Linked DNA regions of Danio rerio: region 2 is linked to region 1. The links are chromatin contacts, called in public Micro-C maps. All regions are on one chromosome and are shown on one strand. Each heading gives the region's core, a stretch centred on a gene start, on an enhancer-like site or on the middle of the called end of the contact. The rest is flanking DNA. Distances are from core to core; before and after follow the strand shown. Region 1 holds the start of kctd15b (potassium channel tetramerization domain containing 15b). Region 2 overlaps LOC101886077 (transcription initiation factor TFIID subunit 4).

Region 1 (3,999 bases), core at 1,386-3,885:
AGGTTACACCTGCTTGGTATAAATGCTTGAAAATAATTTAAATGAAAATATACATTAGGAACTTAAAAGTAATCAAATGTAATTAGTTACTTTACTTCTGTAAAGTAATTGAAAAGTAGTGTAACTTATTGCATTTTAAATAGGGTAGTTTGTAATCTGTAATCTATTACATTTCCAAAGTAACCTTCCCTACACTGGTAATGTCTAAAGGGATGACTTTTTAAGATTATAAAGCTGAACAGCATGAAATGCCATCAGTCTACAGCAGGGGTCATCAACTTTTTGAAAGGTACATATTTGTACTTAAAGGGTTCTTATGAATACCTCATTGTACATAATAGTACCTAAAAAGTACAAAAGTGTACCTCTTGAAATTTGTAGGTACTAATATTAACCTTTGAAGTACCAACATTTACCCTTTAAGTACAAATATGTACCTTTCAAAAAGGTACCACCCCAATGACAGCTCTCATACCTTTATTGCTGAGTGTATGTGGTGCTGTGGTTGAACTTGTATCACAACATCAATAAAGGAGAAGTTATATTTCTTACATTTCTACTGTACATTTCTAGGGTAATTTACATTTCTATTGTAACCTCATGCACATTTAAACATTCATGTGTGGTGTTGGCAAAAAGAAAAAACTTCAGTAAAGTGTCCTTTCTTTATACATTGATGCGTCGTGTTTGTTTATTTTTGAATTGTGCATGGACATAAATAAAGGTTTTGTTTATAAATAAATAAAGATTTTGTTATATATATATAGGGTGAATTTGGGTAATCTGGGACATTGTGTAATCTGGGACGCCTAAGCTTATGTGTGTTTATTTCTGTTCTAACAAAATTTAGGCAACAGGACTTTTATTATAAATTTAGCATGGACTTCATGTGAGAAAAATCACATGACTTCATTGGGGTATTCCATAGAGGGGGGGCAGGGCACTTGTCAATCAGGAAGCTCTAATCAAAATTGGACGACAAGGTCAGTGACATAGGATTCTGACTAGATTAATGTTAAGGACATAAACCTGTCATACATAAGACAATATTCCCAATTGTTGTTAAATTATGTTTGTGATCTATTCAAGTAACAATTTATATATATATATATATATATATATATATATATATATGTTTTTTATTTTTTTATTTATTTTTTTTTTTTTACACACACACCCCATATGGCTCTTAAAAAAACCACATTTGATTAAAAAAAATCTGAAATGGCTCTTTGCTGAAAAAAGGTTCCTCACCCCTGTCCTAGGCCATTTAGTGATTTACAGACCAGTAATAATACTTTAAAATCTATTCTGAATGTAACTGTGAGCCAGTTTAAAGACCTGAGGACAGGTGTGATTAAAAACCTTTTAAATATTATAATAATTAAAAGAGGTCATTAATATTGATATTGACTTTATAAATTTGTAAACTTTTTGAGAAAATAGTGTTTATACTGGACTTTCTCTAGACGCAAAAAATTGTTAAACATCACTTTAAATGTTTGAAGAATCATAATTTTTGAGGAGGGCTATTAATTTGGTTTTTTACTGTGTATATTTAGTTTTTTTATAACATACACTAAAGTGTGCAACTGTGGTTCCCCCAAACCGACACTGGCGGGCGCCAGATATCAGGAAAAGCCTCCTCCTGCATCATCAGTCAGTCCTGCATGTGAGAGCTCCAGTAATTACGGGTCTCAGCGCAACATCAATTATTCACAGTTATTTACACGCAAATAAACAAACATTCAGATAAATAAATAATCCAGTACCTGCGCGGGGCCGCTGCGCGCAGCTGAAGCCCGACACAACTGTCTGTATTTGTTTGCCTGCCCGTTAAATAAATGAAAATCCAGCTCGAGAAGTGTGTGTGTGTGTGTGTGTGTGTGTGTGTGTGTGTGTGTGTGTGTGTGTGTGTGTGTGTAGGGGGAGATCCTGGAGCAGACGCCTCCATCTAGCCGTGCGCAATAATTGAAATGGCGCATTTGGCCGCGGGCGCACAGTGAATGATGTCCAGACGTCATTCGCTTTTAATGGCCTTCAGGAAATTTGCCATTACAATTCTCGCAGACATTAGAGCGCGGAGAGGAGTTGCCTGAGCGCCGCGTCCAGATTTCGGCGTCGTAAAAAACAACACGCGTCTTTTTATCGCCACTTTATCAACAAGTTCTCCGCCGCAGCGCGCGCGCGGAGAGACACACACTCTCTCCGACTCGTTCAGGGGAAGGAAAATGTGTTGCCTTTGTGAAAGAGCCTGGGGGAATATTACATCAGACGAAATGACAATGATTAAAATCAGCCTTTCTGCCTCTCCAAAGTCTCAGGAACGGCGCGGTGACACTTGCCTGATGCGTAAACCGTTATGCGCCCAACTTTAGAGCTATTTTTTTTCCAGCTGAAACAATCAAGGAGGGGGGGAAATATCAGGTTTGCATCTGTTCCAATGAGTGTGCTCGGGTTTGAGTTAATTGTCCTCTAATCCTGTGTGGCCCCAGAGGCGTTTGCGCAGCCCGGAGCCAGAATTCTTCTTTCGGCTCTGCTCTGATTCAGAGACGGATTATTGGCTTCCTTCTGCCCATAAGCAAAGCAGCAGATTCGCCGTGGCCAAAAAAGCCTGATACACACACACGCTTGTGTTGAGAAATAAGAAGATCAAGAGGGGGAAGGAGAGCTCGGTCTCCTGGAGAAGGTAAGACAGTCCTGCGCGCGTTTGCGCTCTGAACGCGTCCACACAACAGCAGCGCTGCGCTTTAATGCAGTTTGACGGGGTTTTTCACTCCAGACAGGAAGGGAATATAGCTTTTTCGGATAGAAACTTGAGCGAGAGACGCGAACATTCATCTGGGAGCCGATTGATCCGAACTCCGGACACCTACGATGTTTGAAACGGTACCGTTTCCTGTCAAATCTCACCTCCATGTAGACTAGATCATTGATGTGATGCTGGTTTATTTTGTGTGTGTGCTGCGCCGTGACAACGCGTACCAAATCGCGTGCGATTTTCAGATTTCTAACCCTGTTTAAACAGCCTCCAGGCACTGAGAGTCTGCTAGCTATTATTATTCGCGGGATACACATGCATGCATGCATATGCCTCATACCTGAAGCTTTATCGCTGGGAGTGAGACGCCATGTTGTGAAATGATCCGAATTGAAGTTTTAACCCGTAGGGCACCGACCTAAACTGATTTCATTGTATATATCCAAGTTTTCGCCGATCTCTCCTCCATCGTCGGTTTCACAGACAGTCCGCCATTAAGAGTTGAACACAAACGTGTTTATTTGGGGACTGAATGGAAAGGAGAGTCTCGAAGTTTGACTGCTAACAATATGTGCTAGGATATCTCACCGAATAAAGCTAAAAGTAAGTTTTTTTTCGAATATCAGTACACAGTAGGTTCCCATCTGGTGATTTATATTTGGGAACCAGTTCCGTTTTAGGGCTATTTATAGCTGCTACTAACCCTCCTGAAGAGATGAAGCTCAAGAACGCTTTTATGAAGTATAAATGATGAAAACGAGTGTTTATTTAACACTTAAATGAATGTTGAATGACAGTGAAACCGTCCCAAAGTTAAGTATCTGAACTGATAACTGTTATAAAACGAGTTTAGACTACTCAATGAAGCTACAGGTTTAATATGGATTTTCCAGCTCAGTTTGCATGGATGTAAGCCCCCGTTTAAAGTGATAGCTCACCCAAAATGAAAGTTCTGTCTTTTACTCAAGTTTAAATGCATTTTTTTATTTATTCATTTATTTATTTTTGAACACAAAGATATTTCGAGGAAAGCTTGAACCATTAGCTTCCATAGTTTTTCCTCATCCTAATATGATTTTTGATTTTATTAAAACTTTCTCACCATTTAAAAAATATTAATATTACAAAGGTACACTTTACTCAAGCTGTTTTCTAACTATTAGTTCTCCATTTTAACAGAGCACAACATATCTTTATAAATCCACACATTTTCTAAATCTGACATTCTTATAAAAAAA
Region 2 (3,579 bases), core at 431-2,930, 240 kb after region 1:
ATGTTTAGTTTAGTTTATTAAGCACAAATATTTGATTTAAAACTACTTCTAAATTCAGTTCTGATCTCCAGCAAAGGAATAAATGAACAATAACAACGAGGTGTGCTCAAAAAACTGAGTTACATCCAAACACACGACCTGTTCTTATGCCCCATATAATGATGCAGACATCTCCAAAACACCACAGATGGACAAATTTAAACTTGTTTTTATAAAAAAAACTATAATTACGTATATAATCAACAATATTGCTATTAATAATAACATTACACCAATGCAGATTGTCATTAATAAATTGAAAAAGCCCCGAGATGAAGGCATGAAGGCGGTGATTTTTAAATTTATATAGACAATAATCATTTCTGTAATATTTTAATCCTTTAATTGTTTTTATCAGTAAAGATATTTGTGTATTGCTTTACATCCAGTGTTTATTCAGCAGTGTGTAAGCGTTTGGACCGGCATAGTCGCATGACTAACACTCTGCGCTGGACTTTAGAGCAGCTTTTAGTTGGTCAGTGGCACTGTCTATTTCAGTTCCTTAAAATAGCAACGCACCAACAATGCGCCTTAACACACCTCCTTTATACATCAGCACACACATGAGTCCACAAAGTGGCACAAATGGATTTGCTATTCAAACAATGTGACGCAAAGCGGGAAAATTACTATCGCGCTGGCCTGAAAATAGCAACAAATCACACCAAACTTGTCTTGCATCTTATTGCGCCGGGTGTATGATAGGACCCAAAGAGAGAGAGAGAGAGAGAGAGAGAGAGAGAGAGAGAGAGAGAGAGATAAATAAGGGACAGGTGATGCTCACAGTGGGTCCGGGTGTGGTGCTGGTCTGGGCTGCGGGGCTCGGGGAGCTGGACTGGACTAGTTTCGTTTGAGCCGCAGGAGCAGGACGAATAGCCGGAGCGCTAACAGGAGACTGCAGGGGAAAATACAGACAAATAGAGAAAAGAGAGAAAGATAGATTGAGAACGGAGGAAAACACACGCAGGGTCACAGCATCTGAAAACACAGAGCATTTCTGAAACTCATCACACCATTGGTAGACAGTTTAGTCATGTTTAACAGAGAGTTAACTAGACATGAGGACAGAATCTCATCTACATTTCTGACCGTTCAGATCATGACAATGTGAATTTTCCAACGTTATTTTTAATTACCAAATGTCACCACATGTATAGCAAAACCAGTACATTTTGACCTTATTGGGAAAATGTTTTGGTCCCCATGAGGAAAACAACTTATTAATAAATGATATAAAACTGCAGATTGTTTCCTGTGAGGGTTCAGTTTAGAGGGAGAGAAGAGAATATACACTACATAGTATACAATTGATCACGTCTATGGGAAGTTCCCATAAAAAGTTGCTGTAGAAGTGTGTGCAATTTATAGCACAATCCTTACATAATACTTCTCAATAACTGCATACATATAATAAGTCATATGTCTTGTGTTGTTCATATGAATCATGACCCGCTGCTCCTGACAGAGATCTCCATGCTTGTCCTGTGAGCCCTGATTTCAGTGTGTGTGTCTGCAGGGTACACCCGGGTGTAAATCCCTGCTGTGAGGGGCTCCGAGATCAGTGCCAAACTCAACACACACAGATGCACGTCTCCGGGCCCCTGCAGACACGCGGAACCGCTCGGGGCCGCGCACACACACACACACACATGCACGCGCTGACGGCGACGCGCTCGCAGTGGAAGTGTCTTTTAAAGCGCTCAGGCAGTTGGAGGATAAATGATTCAAGGAAAGAGGAGCGTCTTCCGCACAAAGACTGACAGCAGGATGAGGAGAAGCGCCCGGGAATAAAAACACAAACTCCACACACACTAAAACTCTACTACTAACTGACTGCATTGATAAAACTACTCCTGAAATGACGCTTCTTTAAAGACAAGATGAATTAGCAGGTCAATTAAGAGGAATGTAACAAACTCACTTTGTACAATCTCATATTAAGTTTGTCAAGTTTCGTATTGATTATAAAATATAAAGCTTTAAATAATCAAGCTCCTGTTTATAGCCAACCTTCTGTCTCGCTACAATTCAACTCGCTCTTTAAGATCTCAAAAGACAGGGCTTCTGGTAGTACATAGAATAGCAAGGTCTACTAAAGGAGGTCGAGCCTTCTCATTTATGGCCCCCTAACTCTGGAATAGCCTTCCTGGTAATGTCCGAGGCTCAGACACACTCTCCCAATTCAAAACTACATTTAAGACCTGTCTTTTTAGTAAAGCATACACCCAGTGCATCACTTAGCGGTATGATACATGAATGTGCTCCACACAAGTTTCTGCATCTTGTTTATATACACTATGAACAGCAGCTACGCTAATTATTCTCTTTATTCTCTATTTCCACCTGGGGATACTCATCCCGAGGCCCTCAGTCTATGCAGCGCCACTGATTCGATCCAAGACCAGCGACAAAATGATCCCAAGGTTCCATAATCCTGGACCAGGCCGTATCCTGAGCATCTGCTGTGGTGGTCATGGAGGAGTGGAGAGCATGAGACTGATTCCAGTGAGACTCCAGGGACGGACAAGTCTTTGCTATGGTCCAGCTTTCAGCCTCCAGCACCTAGACTGCAGCTCTGCACAAGACGTTTGGCCAGAGGAGAAAAGGTCGTGCCCATCTGAGCCTGGTTTCTATCCAGGTTTTTTAATGAAAAGTTTTTTCCTCATCACGGTTGCCACTACCTTGCATGGATCAGGACCGCCAGAGCAGCGCATCGATGGATTTGCTCTTCAGTGTTTGGACTCTCAGCAGTGACTATTAAACCACAATGAACTGAGTTAAACTGAACTTAAACTCTGAAAACTGAACTACACTGCCTCAATTTATATGATCTTCTATATGAAGCTGCTTCGACACAATTTACATTGTAAAAGCGCTGTACAAATAAAGCTGAATTGAAAATATTAATCCCTATTGTAGTGCCTATAAAGTAGTACGAAGACTAGAACTACTGGTCAGAAAACATTTTCGTTAACTTAAATAAAATCAAAATAAAGGTTAGGTTCATAGCACTCCCCGAGAGTCTCCTGTATTTCACACCCATCTCCCACCACCATCCCATTTTGTCATTTCTCCCGGGAAACTCCTGTTATTCGTTTGGCCCAATCTAGTTATGAAAAAACACTCTCTGTCCATGTTTGTCAAGTTGCCAGATCTTGTGTGAAGCTCATCACCTCACACAGTTGATGAAATATTCAAATCTCGAAGCACGTTTTACCTCAATCTGGCAACATACATTACAACCCTGTTTCTATATGCAGTATATAATAACAGTATTTCACACAGTAACTTTATTGTTTATTTCCGGTAGGTGGGGTGCCAGAAAAAAGGCGTAAAATAACGGCCGTTAAATTACAGAAATTTACAGTAAAATAACAGATATTAAATTACACAAATTTACCAGAAATTAAAATTGAAGGAAATTTCAGCAATTTAATATCCATTATTTTACCGTAAATTGTTATTTAATTGCCGGACATAATTTTTTAAATAAAGTATATAATATAATATAAATTTTTTTTTTTTTTTACAGTGTAGCTG

Evidence for each region. A called contact is a pair of places that touch in the nucleus more often than the background predicts.
Region 2: a contact with region 1 is called in a Micro-C map of caudal fin, with 5 times the contacts expected there. The contact joins the enhancer-like site here to the promoter of kctd15b in region 1. A contact is called at or near these places in 2 of 18 Hi-C or Micro-C datasets (caudal fin and embryo) and 1 of 4 datasets of contacts at active chromatin or transcription factors (embryo).

What each region holds. Positions count from the first base shown.
Region 1 is chr18:2,358,773-2,362,771 of GRCz12tu, forward strand. kctd15b (potassium channel tetramerization domain containing 15b) reads left to right here and starts at 2,636. Exons shown (of 5, transcript NM_001003527.1): 1 at 2,636-2,689.
Region 2 is chr18:2,595,066-2,598,644 of GRCz12tu, forward strand. It overlaps LOC101886077 (transcription initiation factor TFIID subunit 4), which reads right to left. Exons shown (of 15, transcript XM_073930134.1): 3 at 824-934. Among named protein-coding and RNA genes, the nearest start is that of lsm14ab, 22 kb to the right of the region's middle. Within about 2 kb of position 1,681, at least 5 of the 62 cell types and tissues checked have an H3K27ac peak or open chromatin away from gene starts, as enhancers often do.